Linked DNA regions of Rattus norvegicus: all the other regions are linked to region 3. Evidence: chromatin contacts called from public Hi-C data. All regions are on one chromosome and are shown on one strand. The core of a region is the stretch at or near the end of the contact, and the rest is flanking DNA. Distances in the headings are between cores, read along the strand shown.

Region 1 (3,713 bases), core at 1,096-3,595, 170 kb after region 3:
TCAAGCCTTTGTTTTCCTGGAGGTGCCAGCCCTTCTGACTACTAAGAATCCTGGCCTGGGACTTATTTACTTCAGCTTTGCTTGCTGTCATATGCTGCACACTGTGTCTGTGGGGCCACGCTTCGCACCTGGCCTTGTGGAAAGATACTCATCAGACTGTATCCATATTGTCTTTTCCCTACCCTTAGCATCTAATCTAATATATTCCTAAGTATATATAGCCAAGTATTGCTGTGTTCATTGTTTAACACAATATTCCTCTCACTAACGTCTCCTTCTTATAACATTAACCCCACTGTTTAATAGAGAACTGTAGGCCAAGTGAACCAGTTAGAAACCACTCCTTAAAGGGAATGGGTAGGAAAACAGAGAGAAAGATGTGGGCCAACTGGACCTGCGTAGGCCAGGCAGGGCCCCTGGTATGGTATGGAAAACCATGGGACTCTCCTGTTCACTTTCCAGAGATTCCTAGAACTGAACTTGGAATATTTGGTTGGCCTCCAAGGAGAACACCCGGGGAGGAGACAGGGAAAGGAAGGTCCTCAGTCTTGCCTGGAAGAAGAATCAGGAATCCCAAGCAAGGGTCGAAGAGAACCTTAGTTCTGATGGCAGAATTTATTAGAAAACCAATGAAAAAGCTTTAAAGAGATCCTGTGAGGTCTTCACATTGGCTGATTGTCTTGGTGGGGGAGGGTAGTCGTTGAATTTAAGTATTCTCTGTCTCCATTACCATCATTTTTCCAGAACTATATAACTGTATACAGTTGGCCATACTTCTATTGGGTCATCCTTTAAACCTACAAAAATTACATGTGTATAGGCATTGTTTATTCCAAGATGGCCGCAGTGGCTTAGCCAGACCTCTGCCCTGGAAATGAGTCTGGGCAGATGGGGACCATCTCCCTACCTATCGAGACCCCTGCCTTCTTTATGTAGCTGTAACATCTGTGAAGTGGACACAGGAAGTTAAAGGAGATGGCTTATGGGGCCTTTGTATTTCTGTCCTAGTTACGTTATTTCCTTGCAACCTTTTCCTCCATCCACCCTAAAGTGGAACACGCCAGGGTGAAGGCAGCATGCGCAGTTGTCTTCTGAGCACCAGGGAATGACAGGGGTGAGCAACATTCTTTCTTAGGTGAATGCAGATAGACAGTTAGTGTTTCCTTGACTTGTCTTTCCCTTTCCGTCATCGGGAGAATGTTTAAAAAGTTACTAATTATCAATAAGGTGGGGTCAGAAAAACATTTTATCTTACAAACTCATCATTCTTGTCAACCAAACGCCACCTTCTCTTTTACCAATGTGTTTTCATAGACTTGTGCATTTATTATTTTCTCTTAAAGTGCATATAGACCTAGGAATGATCCAGTTGACAGGAGTTATGTTAGGGAACCACCCTGATGTGGAGATTTGACACAACAAGATTTAGTCATGCAAAAAAGGAAAACACTTTAAGACCATTAGCCCTTTTCAACTTGTCTAAAAGACAAAAACATCGAAGGGAGAAAACCATAGTTTTCATCCCCCCAAATTAAATTGTCCCCTTTATCATGTTACATAATAAAATACAAAGAGAAATAATCTTGGCTTTTAACAAATATCTCTACTGAGTATTGAACCATTTCCCTAATGAAGTGAGTTAGACAGAGAAAAATAAAATATTTTAATAGAGGTTATCCCCCTGAGATGCTTTATGTGTATATCCTGCATAATCTGCAGTTCATCTGTTCTGTTTAATAGGACAGCTTCTAGCCACATGGAGATATTTAAACAAATTTGCTTAAGTTGAACAAAAGTACTGGTTTCCCAGTTGTCTTTTTCCCCCTCTATTTCTCTCTGTCCCTCTCTCTTGAGCTGAGGTGAAACCCAGGGCTTTGTACATGCTGTGCTAAGAGCCATGCCACCAAACCACTCCCTATTTTACCAGAGCTGTGCCACCAAGCCACCCCCAGCCGACTAGCCAGTGTGAAGTCCCATAGTCACTGCAGCCTGTGGTGGCTATCAGACAATGAAGAAGAGGCCATTCTCTTAGGATTCCAGCCCTTGTGGCAACCCTTGATTAGGTAATGGTGATTTTTGGAGATCAGTCTTATTATTCTCAATGAAATAATTGATTCTCATCACAGATGGGCATCTGGGGCATCAGGAAATGGAGCGGTGGGGGCACCGTCCACTAATTTATGACTTACTTGTTCCCCAAGCCCAGTCCTATGCTGAGACCTTCATATCCCCCATGCAATAGCTGCCCTTTCCTTGTTTTTTGTAAACCAGCAGTTAGTGCTGGAAAGCACCAGCTCTGTCAAAGACAGGGACCCGGGCGCCACCTACTGCTAAGCTCCAGAATTGCAAGGACGCTGTAGAGGAGAAAAGGCTTTTAAAGGCATGTAGGAAGTCAGCGTGTCCCGGCTTCCCTTGCTACACACTATAGGAAGATTTTCAATGACACTCCAGGCCTATTCAGAGTTTCCATGTACCAAAATGTCATTTTGTGCTTTAATAAATTGCTAACACCATCCCATAACAAAAAGATCATGTTTTTCCTCCAACTGAAAATGTTAACTTGTTGAGTCAGAATTCTTTCGCCAATTAGGGATTAGTTAAAAAAAAAATCTAGGTAACATAAGGCCTGATAAAGCAAAATGTAAATTGGCGTGTGTGCATGTGCGTGTGTGTGTGTGCATGTGCGTGTGTGTGTGTGTGTGTGAGCAGTGAGGGGTGGGGAGTTGGGGGACATGTAACAAATCAGGAAACACTCCCATTCCTTTGCAGAGGGAAAACAGGCCAGTTCCCAGCATCCCTGTTGGCTCATAGGCACCTATAACCCCAGTTCCAGAGGATCTGACGCCCTCTTCTGGCCTCCTTGGGTACCACCCCACATATACATTAATTACAAACTTTTAAATAAGTAATCTTCCTTCCTAAACTAGGAACCCTGTAGACCACTTGGACTCAGTTCGAAAAGCGGTACACTGTGGGGTTGTGTCCGTGCACACTGCTGTCTGTTCTCAGCTGCCTTCTTAACAAAATACCTCTTTTCTAAGAAGGGTTAGTGGAGGCGTAGCCTGCCTGCAGGTTCCACAGATGCTGTCTGCAGTCTCTGCTAAAAAGGCTCTCAGTCTGTGGAAAGGAGGGAGAAGATAAGCATCTCAACACTTCCAAGCTTAGAATACACTGTGCTTCAGGTAGCCTCAGAAGCTTGACTTTGGCCTTTCGCCTGGGCTCACATCTGCCGTCACCTGGATCTTTGGTCAGTCTGCATTCCCGAGCCTGTTGTCACCGAAAGGAAGCTGTCAGTCTGGAACATTAGCTGGAAGGATTTACCCAGTGTCTGCAGTGTCAACTGAGAAAGCAGAGAGTTGTTAAATATGCAAGGTGTGGGGTTCCTTTGGAGTCCAGACAGGAATGGAGAAAGGTCGAGCTCCAGGTATTAAATGAAATCTCTTCCCACTAAACAAACGTGCTTTCAAGGTTTAGCTGAGAGAAGGAGATCTTTGCCTCGTTACTTAAATTTGGACACGTGTCTAGCGTTTAGGCTGCTGCTGAAACACTGTAATCAGTGTAGAGCCTTGGGTTGTAAACACCTCGTCCTGTTATGACGTGGAGCAGAAAAGCATTTCTGTCTTTCTCTTGAGAGTGAAGGAGACGCTGACTGCTGTTCTAGGGAAGATCGGCAAAGCGTCTGCCACAGAAGGGATGGTTTTTGATGTCTCTCC
Region 2 (3,545 bases), core at 549-3,048, 160 kb after region 3:
GTCCTGGCCACACCTTAGAGAAAGCAGGGGAAACCACAGCGTGTCTGGAAAGGGAAGTGGTCATGGAAAGTTTGATTGATAATGTCTAGTGTAAACTACGTAATATTGACTTTAAAACATTCTCACCACAGTGTTCAGCTGATAAACAATAGAACCAAAGAACTGCATTCAGATTTATAGGTGACCCAGAGCTTGGATGAACAGTTAAAAAGAATTGACAGAAAAATACCAGCAAATACAGAACACAATGCTTTCACCTGGTCAGGTTGTCTAGTTCCTTGAAGAAGCTTAAAATATTCTTGGGGATAGTCTTGAGGATCACTTAGAAAATTGAAACATGTGGTGGAAATTAGATGATAGGGGCTATTATTGGATATTCTTCAGGGATAATAGACTGTGGTATATATAATAGCAATAACTTATTTAGAAAATACAAGCAAGAGTTTCTTTTTTTTTAAAGATTTATTTATTTTATGTATACAATTACACTGTAGCTGTCTTCAGACACACCATAAGGGGGCATCAGAGCTCATTACAGATGGTTGCGAGCCATCATGTGGTTGCTGGGATTTGAACTCAGGTCCTCTGGAAGAGCAGTCAGTGCTCTTAACCACTGAGCCATCTCTCCAGCCCCCAAGCAAGAGTTTCTTAAGGATGCTTATAATTTTCTAATAGTTTTCCGACAACACAAAGTGAATTTACACTGAATAGGAAGATACATCGTCATGATTGTCTTGTCTTTTCTCTTTTGTTTTGTCTTTGGTAAGGAACCTCACTCTGTAGTAAGGCCTTGCCTCAGTGCTCAGGCTCCCAAGTACTCAGGTGACAGGTGTTCAACATCATGCCCGGCTAGTCCTGTGTGTGTGTGTGTGTGCGTGTGTGCGCGTGCGCGCGCGGTATCTTGTGTGTGGTGTGTGTGTGGTATCTTGTGTGTGTGTTTGTGTGTGTGCATATGGTGTGGTGTGGTGTGGTGTCTTGTATATGTGGTGTGTGTGTGTGTGGTGTGTGTATGGTATCTTGTGTATGGTGTGTGTGTGGTATATGTGTGGTATCTTGTGTGTGTGTGTGTGTGTGTATGGTGTAGTGTCTTGTGTGTATGTGTGGTGTCTCGTATATGTGTGTGTGTGTATGTGTGTGTGGTGTCTTGTGTGTGTATGTGTGGTGTCTTGTGTGCGTGTGTGTGTGGTGTCTTGTGTGTGTGTGTGGTGTCTTGTGTGTGTGTATGGTGTCTTGTGTGTGTGTGGTATCTTGTGTGTGTGTGTGGTGTCGTGTGTGTGTGTGTATGTGTGTGTGGTATGTGTGGTGTCTTTTGTGTGTGTGTGTGCGCGCATTCGTGCGTGTTGCTTTTGAGATAGTCTCTGTTTCTCGATGTGGCCTCAAACTCTTTATATAGCCAAGGTTAGCCTTGAACCTGTGCTTCTCCTAAGTGCTGGGATCCCCTGACTTCTAAAGGACTCTGGGAGAGGCTGAGCTGTGGGCACAGGAGAGGCTGCTGAGTAGTTGTGATATTATATTTAATTAACTTCCATTATTGAGCTCTGTTTTCCAGAGTTCGTGCTAATGACTTTGTATGCATCATTGAACCTCGGTTTCAAAACAGCATCCATGTGGTCTTAGCTGAGGAGGAGTCTTAGACACGAGGCCTGGAGTGACCAGCAGCCTGTTCAAGTCAGCTCTGAGTGGGGGGTTATGCAGGTTCTTCCCCTTTCCATGGTGGGCGATCTTGAACACTGCAACATTGTCTGCCCCAAGCCTCGGTGGAAAGCCCGCAGTTTCTCTTTCACTTTTGTTGTAGCGCTTACTTGAAAGTCGGCCAATGCTTGTGTGTCTGCTCCATGAACTCTGCTTGTGATACAAAGCTCTGTGGAGGAAGGCCTTGTCGGTCCGTATCTTGGCTGTGTTGTTAGATGTTGTTCTCACTCAGTGAAGACTCCCTCTCCTTCACTTTCCACGTTGAAGATGATGGAGAGAACACTAAGTGTTGGATATAAGCGGCCACCTTTCTTTACATTTCAACTTGAGTGTCCTCAGAGAACTCTAGCTGATACAGGGAAGAAAACATCCTAGTGCTAAAGGGATTACAAGGCTGGGTCCCACAAGCAGGTCAAGTTGCCACCAGGGATTGTAACATTGTCCTTAAAAATCTCCTATAGAATTCAGTTGAAGTGCAGAAAGTTACATTTGTTCCTGTTAACTGTTGTGATCTGTTAGTCTGTGGCGACTTTTTAAAGATTTTTATGTAGCAACTGAAGATTAAAGTAATGTCAGGAGATTTCCAGAGGGCTGCGGAGATGACTCAGCAGTTTAGAACTCTGGCTGCTCTTGCAGAGGACCTGAGTCCTGTTCCCAACACCCACACGGTGGCTCCCAACTCCTGTGGCTCCAGTTCCACAGATCTGATGCCCTTCTTTGTCATCTGAGGGTAGCACCACTCGTGTGCGCGCGTGCACGCACACGTAAGCGAAAAATAAAAATAATTTAAAAAAGGGACGGAAACAGCAGTTATTAATACTCTATCTGTGGGCTCTGAAAGTTCATCCTGTATGTGCAGAACCGTCTGAGGAAAGCCATTGGAAGAGGACAACTTAGGCAGGTCCCTTTCCCCACAGGTAAATGATCTACTCATTTGAGTTATTATGTATAGAAAATGTAAAAAAATAGGTAAACTTGAGGATTCCAATTGCTTAAACATAGCGAACCGTTGTCCATTGTGAAGCAAAGGAAGGACTCCTCCGCTGCCTATCACCCCAGACACGGGAAATGCACTGACCTTGAAGTAAATCACATGAGTGCCGTCAGTGAGGAGAGATAGTCATCGGGCAGGCTGAAGTTTTTTACTCCTTTCAAAACTGCAGCGGGGCCAGAAGTAGCAACAGAAAAAAGGAGATCTCATGACAAAAAAGAAGAGGTGAGGTGGGGGCCGGGGGTGGTCCTTGATGTAGGCATTGAGGTCAAGGCCTGGAGCTTTCGAAGAAGGGGAGTGGTCAAGAAAGGGGAGTGGTCAAGAAAGGGGAGTGGTCAAGAAAGGGGAGTGGTCAAGAAAGGGGAGTGGTCAAGAAAGGGGAGTGGTCAAGAAAGGGGAGTGGTCAGAAGGGAGAAAGTGCTGGGAGGTTCTGCCAAGAGTAGGAGGGGAGAAGTCCCCTAATGCAAACACTGGAATTGTCAGACCTCAACTCCGTGCCTTCTTAATATTGGTCATTCCACAACCCCTCTTTAGAGCCGGACCATCCTAACACTCAGGGCTTAAAGCAAAGACATGTCTCACCGCAGTTTAGGTATTAGACCACTTAACACGTGGGCACAGAACGAACGCAAAGGCATACAAAGTGTGTCTTTGAAACAGCAGGTATAGTCTGGCCTTGGATACCTTTAGTCTGAAGCCAACGGACAAGCCACGGTCCGTCCATTTGATCTATAATTACTTCAGGCTTACCGGTAGGTTGGTTGAGAAGAGAGGAACTATTCAGGGAAAGTAAATTTAGGGCTTAAACCTAACACATAAAAAAAGCAGTAATATTTTAACTCACATATTTACTAATTAAACA
Region 3 (3,659 bases), core at 321-2,820:
CTGTGGTTGGGAGATGCATGATTTCCCACTGGGAGGCATGCCTGGAACTTTGGCTTCTCAAAGCTGTCTTCCCTTTAAGCTACTACCACCTACAGTGGGCTTTCTCCCCAACTCTCCCAAAGCCAATTCAGTGCGTCTAAGGAGTGTCCATCAGTAGGACTTTACTTCATTTGGCGTGGGTGAGTTATCAGACCTTATCTGTGCTTTTTCTGCTTGATCTTTCCAAGTATGAGAGTCTCCGGAACCCTCTACCCTTGGAACTCCTCCAAGACTTCCAGACTAATGTGACTGGCCATCGCCCTCAAAGCCACTCACCAGAGCCTTATCCATTAGAAACTGGCATTTTGGAGCCTGAGTGTGTTCATTGTGTTTTTCTTTCCCTTTGTTCAGCTAAACAGCAATTTATAAGGTCTATGAATTTAAAACCTCGAGGTTCCAGAAGATACTTGTATTTGACTGTTTAAAGGATCAAAACTACCCCCCTCATTTTACTTAATAAAGAGCTTTGTCATTCCATCAAGATTCCAATGAAAGGCTCATGATAATTTACACACATCCTCACATATAATATCTACTAAAGACCCAGGAATAGTGGCTCAGTTTAATTTGCATGAAAGTCATTAAGAAAAGCTACGACAATTTCCCAAGGAGTGGACCCACATCCCTGTGTCAGACGGAGAAAACTTGCTTACTGTGTTATTTCCAGTGTTTCGCACTCAGCAATTTAAGTCGAGCACAGAGAAGGGCACCAGGAGTCTACATAGTAACGAGCTTCTGTATGATGCTAATGGCCGTAAATTCGGAATGTTAAAAAAATAAGTAATATGCAATAAATTCCTGTAATTTCCCTTAAAGCACAATAGCAACAGAACTTACTGGGCAGCCATGTAGGTCAGTATGTGCACCAGGCTGTGGTAGGTAAAAGTTCATGCAACTATAATTGACGGCCTTTCCAATGAGGCTAGTCTACAATGGAACGTCTTACACCATATGCAGCACAACTGTTGTAGAACAGTCAGAGGAAACAGAAAAAGACTCCTCGGCCCCAACTAATATGCACATTCCTCTCATAATAGCTGTAGGGGACATGCTATAAGGATACAAATGTCTTATGCCATTTCATTCATTCATTCATGGGATATATGAGACACTTGCTTTGTTTTGGGCGTTAAGCTGGGTTCTGGGGATTAATACAGTTGTGAGCAACTCAGGAGTCCATGCTTATGGTGTACATAACAGTATGAGGAGAGCCATATTAAGTAAGATTATTACCTTAGAAACACAGAAAGCATACAGTTAGACTTGGCAGTAAATGCTGTGAAGGAAAATGATGAGGTATCAAGCTTGAGAATGTGACAACGGGCTCTGATGGAATCTGTGACACTCGAACTAAGAGTGCAGCTGCCGCCCCAGCAGAAGTGCCTGATTGGTTCTCCAACTAAGACCACCAAAAACGTGGCCAAGCTACATGGCAAGTCTGAAGTCATCCGGTCTCCTACACAACACTTCATATGGCACACACAAAGGAAACCAGAACTCGAGCTCTCGCCAACACTCATGTGCAAACCAGCCCCCAGCAGAGTTCGATCTGGGTCCGGAGTCCCAGTTCAGAGTTCTTCTTACTCTGCCTGCTGCCTTGTACATTATAATCATTTGTGTCTTACTGGGAGTTTAATATTTAAGTGATTATCCATGCTAGATTTTTTTTTGTATCGGTTGGTGTAGTCTCTTGGAATATCCCCAATTAGTAAACCATTTGCTTTCCTGCTCTTACTTTAACCCTTAAAAGAATTTACATCAAACAGGCTGGGCACGGTGGTGCACATCTCTAATCCTAGCACTCTGGAGGCTGTGGCAGGCAGATTTCTCTCACTTTAAAGCCAGTCCGGTCTACATAGTGACTTCCAGAACAGGCAAAGGTGCATAATAGGGAAAGCTTGTTTCAAATGGACTGAGGAAGAAAGAAAGAAGGAGAGAAAGAAAGAAAGAAAGAAAGAAAGAAAGAAAGAAAGAAAGAAAGGAAGGAAGGAAGAAAGAAAGAAAGAGAGGAAACCCTTACAACACACACAAACATATGAAGTAGTGTATTACAATCTTGGAATATAATTTTATGACAAATAGAAGACTTCAAGAAATTCTATGCATACAAATTACATGTAGACCAATGCTGCAGACCGATACTCTCCAAAGTCTATTCTGTGCCTGTCTATTCACATACATTCCCTCTTTTCTGTCACTAGAGAAATACTCTGTAAATCCATTATACTCTGGGACCTGTGTCTATGCCCAAAGGTGTTCATGTGCAGAAAAGGACATTGTACTTTTGAGTTAGTTAGTCTTGAGCGTGAATCTTGAGACCAAAAAGTTCTGTTTGTGTTACTTTAGGGGACTGAACCACAAGATTTTTAGCTGTCTGTGGGGTGATCATTTTCTACCACAAAGCTATTTTGACCAGGAACTGGCTTACTTATATGAGAGTACTGAGTGTAGCATTGGGGACACAGAATACATTCAGAAATAACACTTGGCTGTGATTGTGTACAAACAATAGGGATACGGAAGGGAGGGGAGAGGGAAGCTAGTAGTTCACCAAGGTTTGCATCACATTTGGACCTTACAGAATTAAAATAAGACTTAAGAGAGAAGCATACCCTCACACTGCACACACACGCATTCACGTTCCTACCCTTGGGCCATGAGGTGAAGAGAGACAGAGATAGTGACTGGAGAAGACTGGGCCATGGGTGTGAGGCCATAAGGCTTCTGAGTACTGTGAAGTGGGAAGCAAACCGTCAGAATACCCTGCATCACTCTGCCCTGGTGCCCCCCAACACTAGCTCATATGGGAAAGGTTCAAGTGACACTTAAATTTTGGTTATTTTTCCCACACAGATTTTTTTTTTTACAGCCCTGGTCTTTACTCCTATCTTAACTATTGTATGTCTAATATTTATAATGTCAAGATTAGAAAATATGTTGTACCAGAGTTACTATAACGTGCAGATTTTGCCCTACATTTGAACACTTTTATTTTCCTATTTGTTTTCCTTGGCGGGGGGGAATGTTTTCCGTGAATCGAGTGCAAATTAATCAGAACGTTCTGCTTAAAATACCTTCAGTAAGTGTTTGCAAAACTATCCTGAGTTTTAACACCCCTTAAAGAAATATAATATCCCTTTACATAAGAATGTCTGAGAGGAATAGAACCCTCCCTGGACTGCATTCTCTCATGGCTCTGTCATACTTCCTACTCAGAGCGTTCCTGGGGCCTCCTCTCATGCTACCTTTGAAGGCCTTCTAAGGATCCCTGTCCCTTTAGAGAACTGGAAACTGGCACGGTGACAAAGCTCTCAGAAATGCTCAGGATTGCCTGATGACCTGAGTTCAATCCGCAGATCTCCCCTGGCAAACTTGGAAAACCGGTTCCTGCCAGGCTGCACACACACATGAGCCCACACGATAAACGAATAAACATTTAAAGCATCTTCATAAGGTTTTACATAAGTTTATGGGGGGAATAGATCCATCTGGCTGAGTTATGGAGGCTCCCCTATCAGGCTGTCCCAGTGATCCTGAGGTCTTTGTGTTTGTCGTTTGCAAGTTCTTCCCAGCACAGGGTGACTGGAGCCCCAAACAACCCTGGTATATGGAGGCCTCTT

The links. A called contact is a pair of places that touch in the nucleus more often than the background predicts.
Region 1: a contact with region 3 is called in a Hi-C map of liver, with 2.6 times the contacts expected there. The contact joins two enhancer-like sites. A contact is called at or near these places in 3 of 12 Hi-C or Micro-C datasets (kidney, liver and mammary epithelial cells).
Region 2: a contact with region 3 is called in a Hi-C map of liver, with 3 times the contacts expected there. The contact joins two enhancer-like sites. A contact is called at or near these places in 2 of 12 Hi-C or Micro-C datasets (liver and mammary epithelial cells).

The regions. Positions count from the first base shown.
Region 1 is chr14:10,651,741-10,655,453 of GRCr8, forward strand. The region is part of intron 3 of Rasgef1b (RasGEF domain family, member 1B); the gene reads left to right. Among named protein-coding and RNA genes, the nearest start is that of Prkg2, 210 kb to the right of the region's middle. Within about 2 kb of position 2,346, at least 10 of the 93 cell types and tissues checked have an H3K27ac peak or open chromatin away from gene starts, as enhancers often do. A contact at or near this core is called in liver, where this site is marked.
Region 2 is chr14:10,634,258-10,637,802 of GRCr8, forward strand. The region is part of intron 3 of Rasgef1b (RasGEF domain family, member 1B); the gene reads left to right. Among named protein-coding and RNA genes, the nearest start is that of Prkg2, 230 kb to the right of the region's middle. Within about 2 kb of position 1,799, at least 6 of the 93 cell types and tissues checked have an H3K27ac peak or open chromatin away from gene starts, as enhancers often do. A contact at or near this core is called in liver, where this site is marked.
Region 3 is chr14:10,479,056-10,482,714 of GRCr8, forward strand. All of the region lies in intron 2 of Rasgef1b (RasGEF domain family, member 1B), which reads left to right. Among named protein-coding and RNA genes, the nearest start is that of Rasgef1b, 320 kb to the left of the region's middle. Within about 2 kb of position 1,571, at least 2 of the 93 cell types and tissues checked have an H3K27ac peak or open chromatin away from gene starts, as enhancers often do. A contact at or near this core is called in liver, where this site is marked.